Regions from separate parts of the Xenopus laevis genome. Here region 1 is linked to region 2. A link is a contact called in public Hi-C data. All regions are on one chromosome and are shown on one strand. Each heading gives the region's core, a stretch centred on a gene start, on an enhancer-like site or on the middle of the called end of the contact. The rest is flanking DNA. Distances are from core to core; before and after follow the strand shown.

The links. Hi-C and Micro-C count contacts between places; a contact is called where the count stands out from the background.
Region 1: a contact with region 2 is called in a Hi-C map of the XL177 cell line, with 5 times the contacts expected there. The contact joins the promoter of cttnbp2nl.L here to the promoter of LOC108708176 in region 2. A contact is called at or near these places in 2 of 4 Hi-C or Micro-C datasets (the XL177 cell line and the XTC cell line).

The regions. Positions count from the first base shown.
Region 1 is chr2L:77,742,951-77,749,680 of Xenopus_laevis_v10.1, reverse strand. It overlaps cttnbp2nl.L (CTTNBP2 N-terminal-like protein), which reads left to right and starts at 1,826. Exons shown (of 5, transcript XM_018246608.2): 1 at 1,826-1,973.
Region 2 is chr2L:77,348,236-77,354,891 of Xenopus_laevis_v10.1, reverse strand. It overlaps LOC108708176 (suppressor of tumorigenicity 7 protein homolog), which reads right to left and starts at 4,826. Exons shown (of 15, transcript XM_018246603.2): 1 at 4,473-4,826; 2 at 1,740-1,822. The coding sequence starts at 4,641.

The DNA.
Region 1 (6,730 bases), core at 577-3,076, 400 kb before region 2:
CCGACTTGCAGTACAGCAGTAAAGAGTGATTGAAGTTTATCAGAGTACAAGTCACATGACTTGGGACAGCTGGGAAATTGACAATATGTCTAGTCCCATGTCAGATTTCAAAATTTAATATAAAAAAATCTGTTTGCTCTTTTGAGAAATGGATTTGCAGAATTCTGCTGGAGCAGCACAATTGATTCATTTTGAAAATTTTTTTTTTCCCATGACAGTATTCCTTTAAAGGGAGATTTAGGCATATCAGTATGTGAGTGGGGTGGGTTAGGAGCCCTTAAATATGTAAATGGTTGTAAAGAGTTGGGGCAGTGTGTGGGACCCCTAGGTATCAGTATGGCCATTGGGGTAGGGGAGAGTTGAGAAAGTGTGTGGGGACCTTAGGTAAGTTTATGGACATAGGGATGTTTGGACAGTGTATTAGGGCCCCTAGGTATGTGTATGACCATGAGGACAAATCAGGTAGTGTGTGTGACCTCTCTAGGTATGTTTATGGCTGTGAAGATTTAGGGCAGTGCTTGTTCAGTAAGTTTATGGCAATGGTCAGTGAGTAGGGCCCCTAGGTATGTGTATGGTCATAAGGGATGTTGGTGCAGTGTTGGGACTCAGGTTTGTTTATGGCCCTCAGAAGAGGAAATTGTAGCATCCACCTCATTCACATAAATAGGGTCCACACACACTGCCCTCCCCCATGGCCATACACTACAAAGAGGCCCACAGTTCCTCCTGCACCATCATGCTCATACACATACCTAGGGTCCCAGCACACTGTACCAAACCCACCTCATGGCCATACACATACCTATGGGAGCTGCAGTGCCCCACACTCCCCTAACCCCCCCCCCCCACATGGCTATAAACTTTTTTTGGATTCAGACACACTGCAACATCCACACATATACCTATGGTTCTCAAACACTACTACAAACTCCTATACAGTCATACACATACCCAGGGCTGGACTGAGAGTCAAAATAGGCCCTGGCATTTCAGGTACAAAGAGGCCCAATCAGCCTACACAGAGGCCCAAACAGACCCCACCAGCCCACTAAATACTGACTTTCTATGGCACTTTATAGCAGCCCTTCTGGCATTTGCCAGAACCCACAGATTGCCAGTCCGGGCCTGCACATACCTAGGGACCCCACACTGCTCCATCCCCCTCACAGCCATTCACATACCCAGGGGCTCTAACTTACATGGGATCCGCATAAACCACAACCCCACAGCAATAGCCATACCTGGGGGTACAACACTGTGGCCACTGTGGTCCAGGCACATGATGTTCACACATACCTATGGTCCCCAATAACCCCTAGAGCCACACACATGCCTAGGGGCCCAACACAGCCCCAGCCCTCCTATGGACATACTCAAACCTTGGACCCCTAGGTTGTGCCCACACAATCCCCCACTACCATACACATAACCAGGGGCTCTACACACTGTCCCATACACACCTACACAGTCATAAACTTACATAGTATCCCAAACCTCTGCTTAAAACCTTCCACGGCAATACACATATCTCGGGGTGTGATTCTACACTGCACCCCTTAGTATTCCTGTATTTCTATATTGCACATATTCTTTATTGTTCTTCCAGCTAGTGATAGTAAATGATACTGTTCCTTTATACATTGACAGTAAAGTGATACTGTTTCTTTACACTAGGAACTAGATTCAGCCTGCAGGAGACGTTACTTTTAGTCACATTGTTCCTCATCCCCGCCAGCAGGCTCCCTCCAGCCCACGGTCTGAAAGAGAATACACCGAGCCAGGCTTGGCTGAGTGCAATGAACGCAGCCTATCCCATTCGCAGCCCAATCCCTAAGGGTGAGCAGGAGAGCCAATCCGCTGCCTGTTTACATTCTGCTCTGAAAAGGAGAGGGCTGTCCTCAATGAATAGAGTTGGGAGGAAACCTTCCTTGGAGTCTGCCTGATTGTGTCCTGTTCTGCAACAAAGGAGAAGTGTAAGTGACAAAATCTTATTTCCACGAGTGTCGGGAGGCTTGTGAGTGGGTTTTGGGTGGGAACATAGAACACTGAGGGGTTAGGAGGCATCAGGAAGCATTTCTTTTTCACGGGGGCCTCTCAAGGCTGCTCAATACAGCTGTGCTTTGAGACCGTGCTGTTGGATGGTTGTGCTCAGACGCTGCACATCCTTACAAACTGCATTGCAACTGCTGCTGCCACTTTCTCTTTGTGCTGTTGGTGTGCCTGAGTGAGTAGCTTGACTGGCCAAGAGGCCACACATCTGTGTGTTGCAGTAATTCCAAAACAAAAGATGAATTGTTACAAAAATACAATTTTGCTTAATGCTTATTTTTGTGCTTAGACTGTTGGTGCTTTAGTGCAGCAGAGATTGCTTTTCTGTATTGTCATGTTAGGTGACTGTAACAACTGCCCAGCCTGGTCCTGCGCTATAGTTCCCATTAGGCACCTAGATGCCATGCTTTATCCACTATAGGGCTTTAGACTGCACATTTAGTACACAGATGTGTTTATGAAATATATTTACAGGATTACATATACAACAGAGCCCCCGTTTTATGTATGTTTTTCAGGGGCCCAGAAAAAATGTTGTGAACTCCATTAAAAATTGGTGGGACCACTAAAATTCAGGAAAACTTAAAATCAGTGGGTTGTTGAATTGAGGTTTTACTGTGATTCTGTGTGCTCAATATATGAATGTGAATGGCATACAGATGTGTTATTATTGTATTTATTGTACCAACTATTCCCATTGTGTTATGGCTTTTCAGAAGTTTACAGTACATTAAAAGTCTTAAATATAGAACTCTGTAGAATTCAATTTTTCAGACTTCATGTACATCTGGTAGAATGTTTCTGGCTGGAGGCACCTATGGTCACATCTATAAGATTGTAGTCATATACACTGAATTTTATTGACATCGGATTATTAACAATTAACTTGTATTTAAATAGCACAAGCATATTATGTAGTACTTTAAAGACAACGCTCATCATTGGTTCAGTGGTTAGTGCAGTTGTCTTGCAAGCTGGTATCCTCCAGTATTCTGGGATCCTTTGATTCTGACCTGGGCACTAGCTCAACTTTGCATGTTCTCCCCATGTCTAAAAGGGTTTCCTCTTGCACTCCAAAAACATACAGGCAGGTTAATGTCAGCTGCATGAGGAGCCAATAAAACTACCTGTATGTATTTAGACTTGAGAGAAAACTCACATAGACATGGGGCACACATAGACATTGGCCTGATTGGCTTTAGCTGCAGTATTATTCATTGCAACACCGTGTGATTTCAGAGTATGCATTTGCATTTGTTTTGTGCTTTCTTTTTTATGTAATCCCACACCCAGAAACTGCAATGAACGTTAACAGAAGTCAGTGGCTGTGATTTCTCTTTACATCAAGAGAGTGAAGTCAGATCTGAATTTTAGCTCTTGTGAACAACCCAGTTGTGCATGAGGCATTAAGCCTATATATATCTATAGAATCAGTTATCCAGAAAGCTCAAAATTACAGAAAGGCTGTCTCCCATAGACTCATTTTATACAAATATACAAAAAAATTGAATAGAAAAAGAAAGCATTAGTATGTGCAAAACACAAAGAATGCATACTTGGAAATCACAAAGGCAGGCGTCACCAACTGAGAAATTAGGGACAGGAGCTGCAGCACAGGTTTGTTATGGGATGCTGTGGGGAGGCAGGTGGGGGCAATTCATAAAATAGTTTAGTGCTGGATATTATATTAATTTGTTTTTTGACATATTTAATACATTTCGGAATCACGTTAGAGTCTACCATATTAGAACAATTATATATGGGAACTGGATGTTCACTGTATTTGACTTAGGGATGAACCACAGTGGCCATGCCGGCATTCTTGGCAGCAGCCACTTATTTTAATGGGAAACATGCTGCTTATAATAGACATTGGGGCTGAAGTGGCAGCACTAGGGCCTACCATAGGCAAGGTGTTATTGGAAGTGGTTCTCCCTGGGTGAACTATGGTAGTTAAAAAACTCCTTGTGTCATTAGCCTTGTACATTCACTAGTAGGTGGTTGGCTTTGAACATTTTCAAGTTTCACAGATTTAAAAAATATCCTGAGTTATCTGGGGCTCTAGATTACCCCATCTGCTTATACGTGATTAAAAATAAAGGGGTTGTTCATCTTTAAATTAACTTTTGGTATGAAGAGTGATATTCTGAGACAATTTGCAATTGGTTTTCATTTTTTATTACTTGTATTTTTTTTCCTTTAGCAGCTCTCCATTTAGCAGTTCAGTAATCTGGTTTGCTAGGATCCAAATTACCCTAGCAAAGATGCATTGATTTGAAATAGAGACTGGAATATAAATAGCAGAGGGCCTGAATAGAAAGATGAGTAAAAAAAGTAATGATAACTATAAATTTTAGCCTTTCTGAGCATTTCTTTTTTTAGGTGGGGTCAGTGACCCCCATTTTAAAGCTGGAAAGAGTCAGAAGAAGAAGGCAAATAATATAAAAACTTTAAAAAAGAAAAAATTATGGCCATTTGATAAATTGCTTAGCATTAGCCATTCTATAACATACTAAAAGTTAACTTTAATGTTAAAAATGTTATGTCTGCTAACTTACAGCAGTTCTAACGCATTTGTCTGCCGCCTTTTTGAAGATGGCCTGAACGAATGCAACAATACTCAGACCTTCTTGACCTTGGGTCAGTTGGTCTGATAAGCATAATATCATTGTATGGCCACCTTTATACTGCCATGTTGGCTAAGGAATCTCACATTATATTGGTGTAAGATTAAAAGAGGTTTATTTTGTTGAGAACCTCTAAATCTTATAGTCGATGTACTAATTGTTGAATGTTATAATAGAGTAAAGTGTGTGTTAACATTCAATTTGGCTCTCTTCCTGTAATTTAGAAAGCACAGAACTAGTGGCTTTTGATTTGTGACATGCACACCATAATTATGACTCAGATTATTGGAACTGTCTCACTACAGTGTAAATATTATAGAATATATTTGTTCACAATTTTTGTCCATACATGCCCAGATTACAACCATGCTGTCTGAGAGGCTGGGCATGAATGTAAACGTGGGGGGTTGTTTTTACTGACCATCCTGCAATCCTGACAAATCACAGATCATCTGTTCAAAATATAATCTTCCAGTGCACCATGTTAGCAGGTGCTTTGTGCGTCTACAGATGAGGAGGTGAAGAAGAGCAGCAGATCCTTTACACTTCCTGCAGTTCTGAACAATACAATTTGGCCATTCACATGTGTGTTTAGTTGTAGGTAATCTGTCTGTTCAGCATACAATAAAAGCAGTGCTTGGCCACCTTTGCTCTGTACTCCTTTTATATCATTTCTTGCTTAGTGTTGTTACTGTCAAAGACCAAAAGGGTATAGGCTTCAAAATAAAATAAGTCAAGTAAAATGCAGATTTTCAATCTGTTTAAGCACTGCATAGTTTAGGATTGGATATTTTTTGATTGTTTGATGCTGAGGCTTTATATAACTTGTTTTTAAACTGCAGAGCATGGTGGGGTAGCATGAAGTCAAGTTAGAAAGAAATTTAGGCTGCTTTCTCTCAGGATTATTATGTCCACTTGCACTTCCCCTTTTTAAATTTAGCTGTTCAATGCTTCAAATGCACAGTAACCTAGTTTGCATGGCTTATCTCCATCTGTAGCAGGTATTGAACTTGTCTGATGCTCACACTGTCTTCCTGTTGCTTTTAATAAATGTTTCACCTCTATGGCTACAGTGCTGAAAGCAATAAATAATGTGGCGTTCTCCAGAGTAAATGCTTATTTGTTGCCCTGGATATAAGTGATGTTTCGGATTTATCCGAAACCCATGGTGGTTTGAGTGGAAATTTGGCCAATGATTATGGTTGGGTGCGGGTCAGATTGGGGTAGTACACTTCTCCACAGCTCCCAAAGATTCCCTGTCTTGGGACCAGAGGCGCATACAGAGTGAGAAGGTCGATATGGGTTGGGCGCAGGTCCTACAATGGCAACATTTTGCTGGTTAGTGTGGGATGCAGGTTAAGGTTTTTGTGGGTTATGGTGTGATGCAGGTTGGGTTTTTCCTGACCTGCAAAAACTGGTGGATACCCTTGGGTGACTGTTATAGTATTTTATTGCATGGTTATAACTAAAGGGGTGAGATGTTTGAGCAAATATTGGACTGAGAAGGAGATGGCTTATGTAGAAGCTAAGAACAATACAGCAATATGGATGGAATGATACCCACCTTTAACCAAAAACAAAGGGAAAATAATAATCTTGGTATAGTTACCCTTAGTAGATACAGAAAGGCATATAGGAATAGCAGCTCTTGTCTTTTTAAAAACAACACAAATCACTATTTCATGTAACATACCCACCCAGTAAGTTAGTAGTTGCTTTATGCGCACTAGCACCAAAACATATCACTTTTACTGCCAGTTAAACATTTATTTTTTTTAGTGTATAATAATGTGGCAGGGAACTTTTGTTAAAGGGCTTTAATATTGCTTGAATTTTGCAATAAAGAGGCTGTGCACAAACATTTTAAATTGTTAAAGATTTTATATTTTCTTGCAGAAAGTGTCACAAATCCATTATTATTTGAGTCATTCCATTATCATTCAGATGGTAACATTAGAATGTACAAGAATCTGTTAATAATTAGCATGAGTGAAGGAGAAAAAATCCCCAGGTATAGTAAAAACATTTCAGTAAAATCAAAGTTAGTTGACTCT
Region 2 (6,656 bases), core at 3,577-6,076:
ATATTCTTTTAATAGTTCAACTATTAAATACAAGTAACTATATAGAAATCAAGACACTTAAAGCTCTATAACTACTTCATATAAAAACATTTTCATAGGAAACAAAGGAACCATGGGACAGGATGCAAAGTGTAGAAACATGCTGCTGTGCATGGCTTTTTCTGCCCTTAAATGAGGCTTTAAACTGCATATGGCATCTCTACGAAGGCAAGTAATTCATGATATACAGTATTTAACCATAATATTACAACCGATAAAACTAACTTATTGCCATATCAACAAGTAAGGCAGCCAGTTTTAGGTTGTATAAGTTGTATACTTGTCAGTTCCTTTGTTCTAGCATATGGATGTGTATTTAAATTGCTATTTGTGAATGGCAAAGCTGTGATATATGTATGACAAAGCATTTCAGTATGTGAGTGGGAGTAAGAATCTCGTTCCATATGAGTGCATCTGGGTATTTGTATGAAAAAGCTGTCACATTTGAATGCCTCAGGCTGGAACACTGTGTGCATCTGCATAATTTCAGTTTGTCAAATTTTGACCATGTGAAATTAATCAGTATGTTTTCTTTATGTTTAAATGTTTATCAAAATACAGTTGCATGGGTGTTTTCTTCCTTAAAAAGGTGTAAGCTTTAGGCAAATATTTTCACCGTATTTATAGAGAGACTTATGGAGTGCCTGTGTGTGTACAACTTATACCCTGAAAGGCTTGCATACCAGCTCATTAAAAACACAGTGGGGCTCATTTCTCAACACTGGGCAAATTTGCCCATGGGCAGTTACCTATAGCAACAAATCAGTAAGTAGATTTTAAAAGCCAGCTGCAAGTAGAATGAATGCAGCAATTTGATTGGTTGCCATGGGTAACTGCCCATGGGCAAATTTGCTCAGTGTTGATAAATGACCGTATGTAAAGAAATCTTTTACAGCCAGGAAGGGCTAAAAAGGAGTTGGGGAGAAAAAAATATATTTAAAATTCACAATGTGCCTTTAAAACCTTCCACAACCTTGGCCTTTTTTTACATGAGCCGCTAGGACTGTATTTTAACATTATAAGTATTATATGTGCATATGTAATGCAGCACCACCCCATTAGCACATACTGTAAAACAGAAAAATAGCGGGATGTGGAATGTGAATTTGTATAAACAATTCAATTAATATCTAACAAGTATTTTTTGCTTAATATATGAGTCAAATAAATAGCACATGAAAAATGGAATTTAAAGGGGATGTAAAGTCAAACAATAATGAATTTACCTCTTCTCCACTGAAAAAGAAGCACCTTTACAATATACTTCATTTGGGAAATCAGTGCCAGTTTTATAAAATAATCAATCTTCTGCAGATCAATTCACTTTAGTCTCTTCTACCTCTGGAAGTTGCCTGTAGAAATTTTTTGACAGACGGCAGCAGCCAGAGTAGTGGGAAACTATTAGAGCTGCTCTGCAGGGCAGGGGTTGCTCACAGAGGTTAGCCTCAATAATAAACACATAAATAACAGCCCCGCTCTGCTTTACTGTAGTTCAGAATGCAGAGCAGCGCTGATGTGCTTCACACAACTTCCACCAGTCGTCTAAGACAGCTTCCAGAGAGAGAGAGTGAATTGAGCTGCAGAAGATTGCTTATTTTATAAAAATGGCACTGAATTCCTAAATAAAGTATTCCTTTTTAGCGGAGAATAGGTAAATGCAATATAAATTTTTACTTTACTTTAATTAACTCAATACTCACAAGTATCAGTCCCGATATAACAGATGAGGTTCCGGTCAAAGCAACATAAAACTTCGGAGTCAACGTGTTGATGAAGACCACCACTAAAAACAAAAAGAAGCTTTATTAGCAGAGCTAACAGAACTTAAAAAAAAAGCAGCCAAACGTGGTAACTTTATTTGACTTTATGGTTATATTTTTGAAACACAACCAAGCCCCTGCTTTGAACTACCACTACCTATTTCAAGCCAATATGGTTGGTATTTTCATTCATCAGATTGCAGTTAAAAAATTATCCTTTCATGTGAGATATGCACAGGCAGCTAAACATTTTTTGACTTCCCTGTTTGTGTGATGAAAAGTCACGTGATTTTTTGGATTTGGTTAGGCCAGGCACTTGGATTTGTCAGAATCTGAATCCTGCTGAAAGAGGCAGAATTTTGGCCAAATCCTGCATCCCTAATATCTTTCCCCTGTCTACCAAGTAAAAAACAAGTGCAGATTTCAACAAAAGCAAATGTGATTGTGCCAAAATAGGTGCAAATGCACATACTGACACCATTTGTTAAAGGTACTTGTGTCCAAATATACTTTTTGCTAAGTATCAATGTGCCCATTCTGCCTCTTTTGCTAAATTGTGTGCAAGTGTTCCTATTGATTCTGGGCAGGTAGTGACAATAGGCACTGCAGACTTGCGGCAAACGTGTCACCAAGCAAAAGCTTAATGCCATGGACTAGAAGTGACATAGTCCTGACTCTGAAAAGTTGCACCTAATTAGCTACCCTGTAAACCATTTTGGTTGACATTAGGGGGGATATGTTGCATTATGGGTAAAAACATCTGGTTATTTGTGTCTGAAATTACACATTGCACTTGCGCTCACAAATTAGCCCTTGCATGTCTCTATTGCAAAGCAGAGAACTGCTACAGCAGAGGAGAATTTTAGAACAGAGAGCTTCCAGGTAAGATGTGTATTGGTCCTTTAGCCTGGTCCTTTAGCCTGATTCAGCATCTTATCTGCCAGTGTGTGGGGGCTGCCGACCGGTCGCCCTGATCGATATCAGGCCTAAAATCGGCCTGATATTGATCGGGCAGGTTTGAATTTTCCTATGATCAAGGATCGTTCAGATTAATCCAATATCGCCCTGCTGTTATTGGGCATATCGAGGAAATATTCGCTTATTTTTGGCGACCTTGCCAAATGAGCGGATCTTATCATGTATGGTCCCCTTTAGCAACCATTTACAGGAAAGTAACAGATAATAAATAATTGTCAGTGACCAGGCATCCTGTATGCCAATACCTTGCGTGTGTGAGCATATGAGCCATAAAATGTAACATATAATACAACCCAAAGTTCTAGGGGTGCTAGCTTTTTCTCCCTTAATAACAATAGCACAGGTGCCAACTAGGGTTGCCATCTCTTGCAAAAAAAAATAAACAAGAGGTTAGGATGATCACATCAGCGGCAGAGCAGATACATATGGGGGTGTGGTCCTGACATTTATGGTCGTGTTTGTGCCTTGTGTGGTCAGGGTGATGACATCAGAGGTGGTTTTGGGCCAGATTATTGTTTGGCTTTCACAAGGCTGAAACCCAAATAAACAGCTGTGATCTGAACAACCCTAAGAAAAAACAAACTGTTTGGGTAAAAAGTAAACAGGTGGCAACCCTATTGCCAACCCTAATTGCAATGCCTGTGTTTACAAATATGCAGGGCCATCAGGGAATGCAGGGGTACTGCAGTCAGGAGCCCAAGTCAGCCTGGGCACCAAGATCGCTAAACATATAATGTTTGGGTCGTGATGGGGGTGTAGCTTGCAGATTAATGTGTGCTATGGTGGGTGGATTGTGGGCAGCTTTTGATATAATTGGCATGACTGCCTGTAAATTTTTTTCAATGTGGCATCAATCTTAATGCCAGCATGGCCCTCTTCCCACAAGCCCAAGTGACCAATCGGTTCAAGGGGTGGTTCACTTCACCTAAGTGAGTTCACCTGGTTCACCCTTTAGTGTGTTATAGAATGGGCAATTATAAACTACTTTTGAATTGGTTTTCATTATATGCATTCTTCAGACTTTTTTGCTGCTTTCACTGTTCACGGTCACTGATCCCATCTAAAAAACAAATGCTCCATAAGGCTACAAACGTATTGTTATTGCTACTTTTTATTAATCATCTTTCTATTAAGACCATCTCCAATTTCATGTGGTCTCTTATTCAAATCAGTGCATGCTTGATAGGGTAATTTGGACCATGGCAACCAGATTGCTGAAACTACAAAATGGAGAGCTGCTGAATAAAAAGAAAAATAACTCAAAAATCACAAATAATAAAATGAAAATCAACTGCAAATGATCTCAAAATATGCCTCTCTACATCATACTAAAAATTAACTCATAAATGAACAACCCCTTTAATAAAAAGGGTCGCTAAATACACTATAGGTTCTTGCAAATGCACCCACCAGACTTATGTAAATCAGCAATTGCAAGCATGGCTGATCAGTTTTCAACATGACAGATCTGCCAGAGACTTTATCTAAAGTAAACACTACAGATTTGCACAGATAAACCAACCACACATAGTTACTGGGGGTACCTAAGGCGACATGAAACAGAAATAAATTTGTATTGCTACGCAGCAGGGCTGGAGCCCAGCTGGAACGCATACATTCTAGGACGCAGGAAGTCCCCGTTGCTATGCAACAGCTCCATTAGCGCGGCCTAGTACCGCACCGTACTGTACTCACCGGACGCCAAATTCTCGTAAAGACGAAGGGGTACTCGGAAGTGATAAAGCGTCACCAGCGAGATTACCATGAAGAATACCCAAGCGTATGCCCAGCAGCGAGATACCCAACCTCTCAATCGGCTCAAGAGCGTTGTACTAGAAAAACCGGAGTTATCAGAGTCTGCCATTTTAATTGTTTATCTTTTCAAGACAGCCAATCCTAAAGGCGTGGCCAACCTCATGGAAAATGGGTGGGGATTGTATGTGGGTGTGACTACAGTAGTATGCCATTTCACTGGTACAAATACGTCTAGCTGTTGCAGAAAGTTGAGGGTAGACGCGGCTTTTACTATTTCGGCGCGGTAAACCTATTGAATCTGAAGCGCTGCATGCGATTGGCTCACCAAAAAAAAAGCCTCAGGAGGTAAATAGGCACGCCCTCCGCTTGTCTTTAGCGAGTTACAGATTAGAATTTTTAAACTACACCCACTTTCTGCCCACACCCCTAAATGTCATAAAAATTTTATGGAAACACAACCCAGATGGACCAGTATACTTTTATATATAAAATTTATAATGAGCACAATGAAGCCAAGATGTGCCAATATAATCCCTAAGTAAAATGGATAGGGGATCAGTGGATAGACTTATAGTATTACTTGCACTTGCTGAAGCAAAATACCAGTAAAAGGTAAGACAGGGCCCCCTGTATCAGTATACAGCACTGGCAAATGCAGACAGGCAAGGCAAGTGCAGAAGCATATTGCTTTGTGGCATAAAATTAACCTCTAAGACTAACTACTATTTTTACCCTAAATTAACTCCTCTCCTAAATGAGCCTTTTTTCCTCCTTTCATTCTCTGTACCCTAATATTTTGCACTTTCCCCTCTTCTTGCAAGTCATTCCCCTTCTCAATTTGTAATTTTAAATTCTTTTATCTGCCCATATGCCATTGTCATACCAATAGTTGGAAAATATAAAGAGGGACAAACATTTTGACCAGACCCATTTTGTGGCCACACCCCCTAAATACCACATCCATTTTACAAAATGTTGCAGGCTATGTAAAGTACACATTTCTGGGAGTTTGAGGGTCAGATTTTATGTGTTATTACAGTTTTGCTAATGAAGGAGAAATGCCCTTTAAGGTGTAAGTCACAGTTTCCACAAGAGACCTGTTTATCTTAAATTGTTACAATTGATATCTTTACTTATCTTAAATTGTTTCAAATGTATCTAAGTGCAGCTGCCACGTATTCTGGGCTCTCTGACAAATGTCTATTATTTAATTAAGTTTTAGAAATGTTTTACCTTTTTTTGGCTGTTCAGTGCTGGAGATCAAAGAGAGACTTTTCATTAGCAATCCAGGACTGCGGGTTGAGTTGTCAAAATTGGGACCGTCCTGCAAAAAAACAGGACAGTTGGGAGGTATGCATTGTCTCCAATTTCTAACTTCCCACCTATGTGGTATTCTTTCAGGTAGCCCCTAAGAGGGTTTTGGGCAGCTAAGCGTTGGACCTGTTTTACAATTAAGATGGGGATTGTTTCCCATTTCAGGTTAAAGTATTTCCCTGACAGTTCAGTGACTGGCAAGGGGCTTCAGGATTCCCTAGTCTTTAAAAGGGGAATTCACCACATGTTTCTGTCTCAGTTGCTGGAGGAGTGTGAGGTGGAGTTAGGCCTAAGTAGATGAATAAGTGCCAGAAAAGCTTTGTAATAGCTATAGGAGTAAGTAAGAGGCAAGTTAGTAGAGCAGGCAGAGGCTTCAACAAGGAGGCCAAGAAGGGTTAACACCTCAGTACTACCTCAGAGATTGTGTACCATTCAAAAAAATTAAACAGTTATCATTTTGTTTCAAGAACCACTAGTGCTTAAGTTATTTGAGAGATCAGTGTTTTTTTATGAAAATTTTTTTTTCTTCTAATAGTATGTACCATTAGATAATATTGCAATGCAGTTTCAAGAAGCACAATTTATTTGAGATCAGCTTTGTGTGTGTGATTCGGTGTGGTTAACCCTTCCTCCACAAGTACAGAAAGAGCCCACCTTAATAGCATGTTAACACATGCTCTACTGGGAGAAGGTAAGTGGCGTGTTAACCACATACAGTCATACATTTCAGGCTACATAAATCCAATGAATGGACAGAGCTGTGTATTTTGCAATTATACTTCATGTTAGAGTTTAAACCTGTATTTTTGT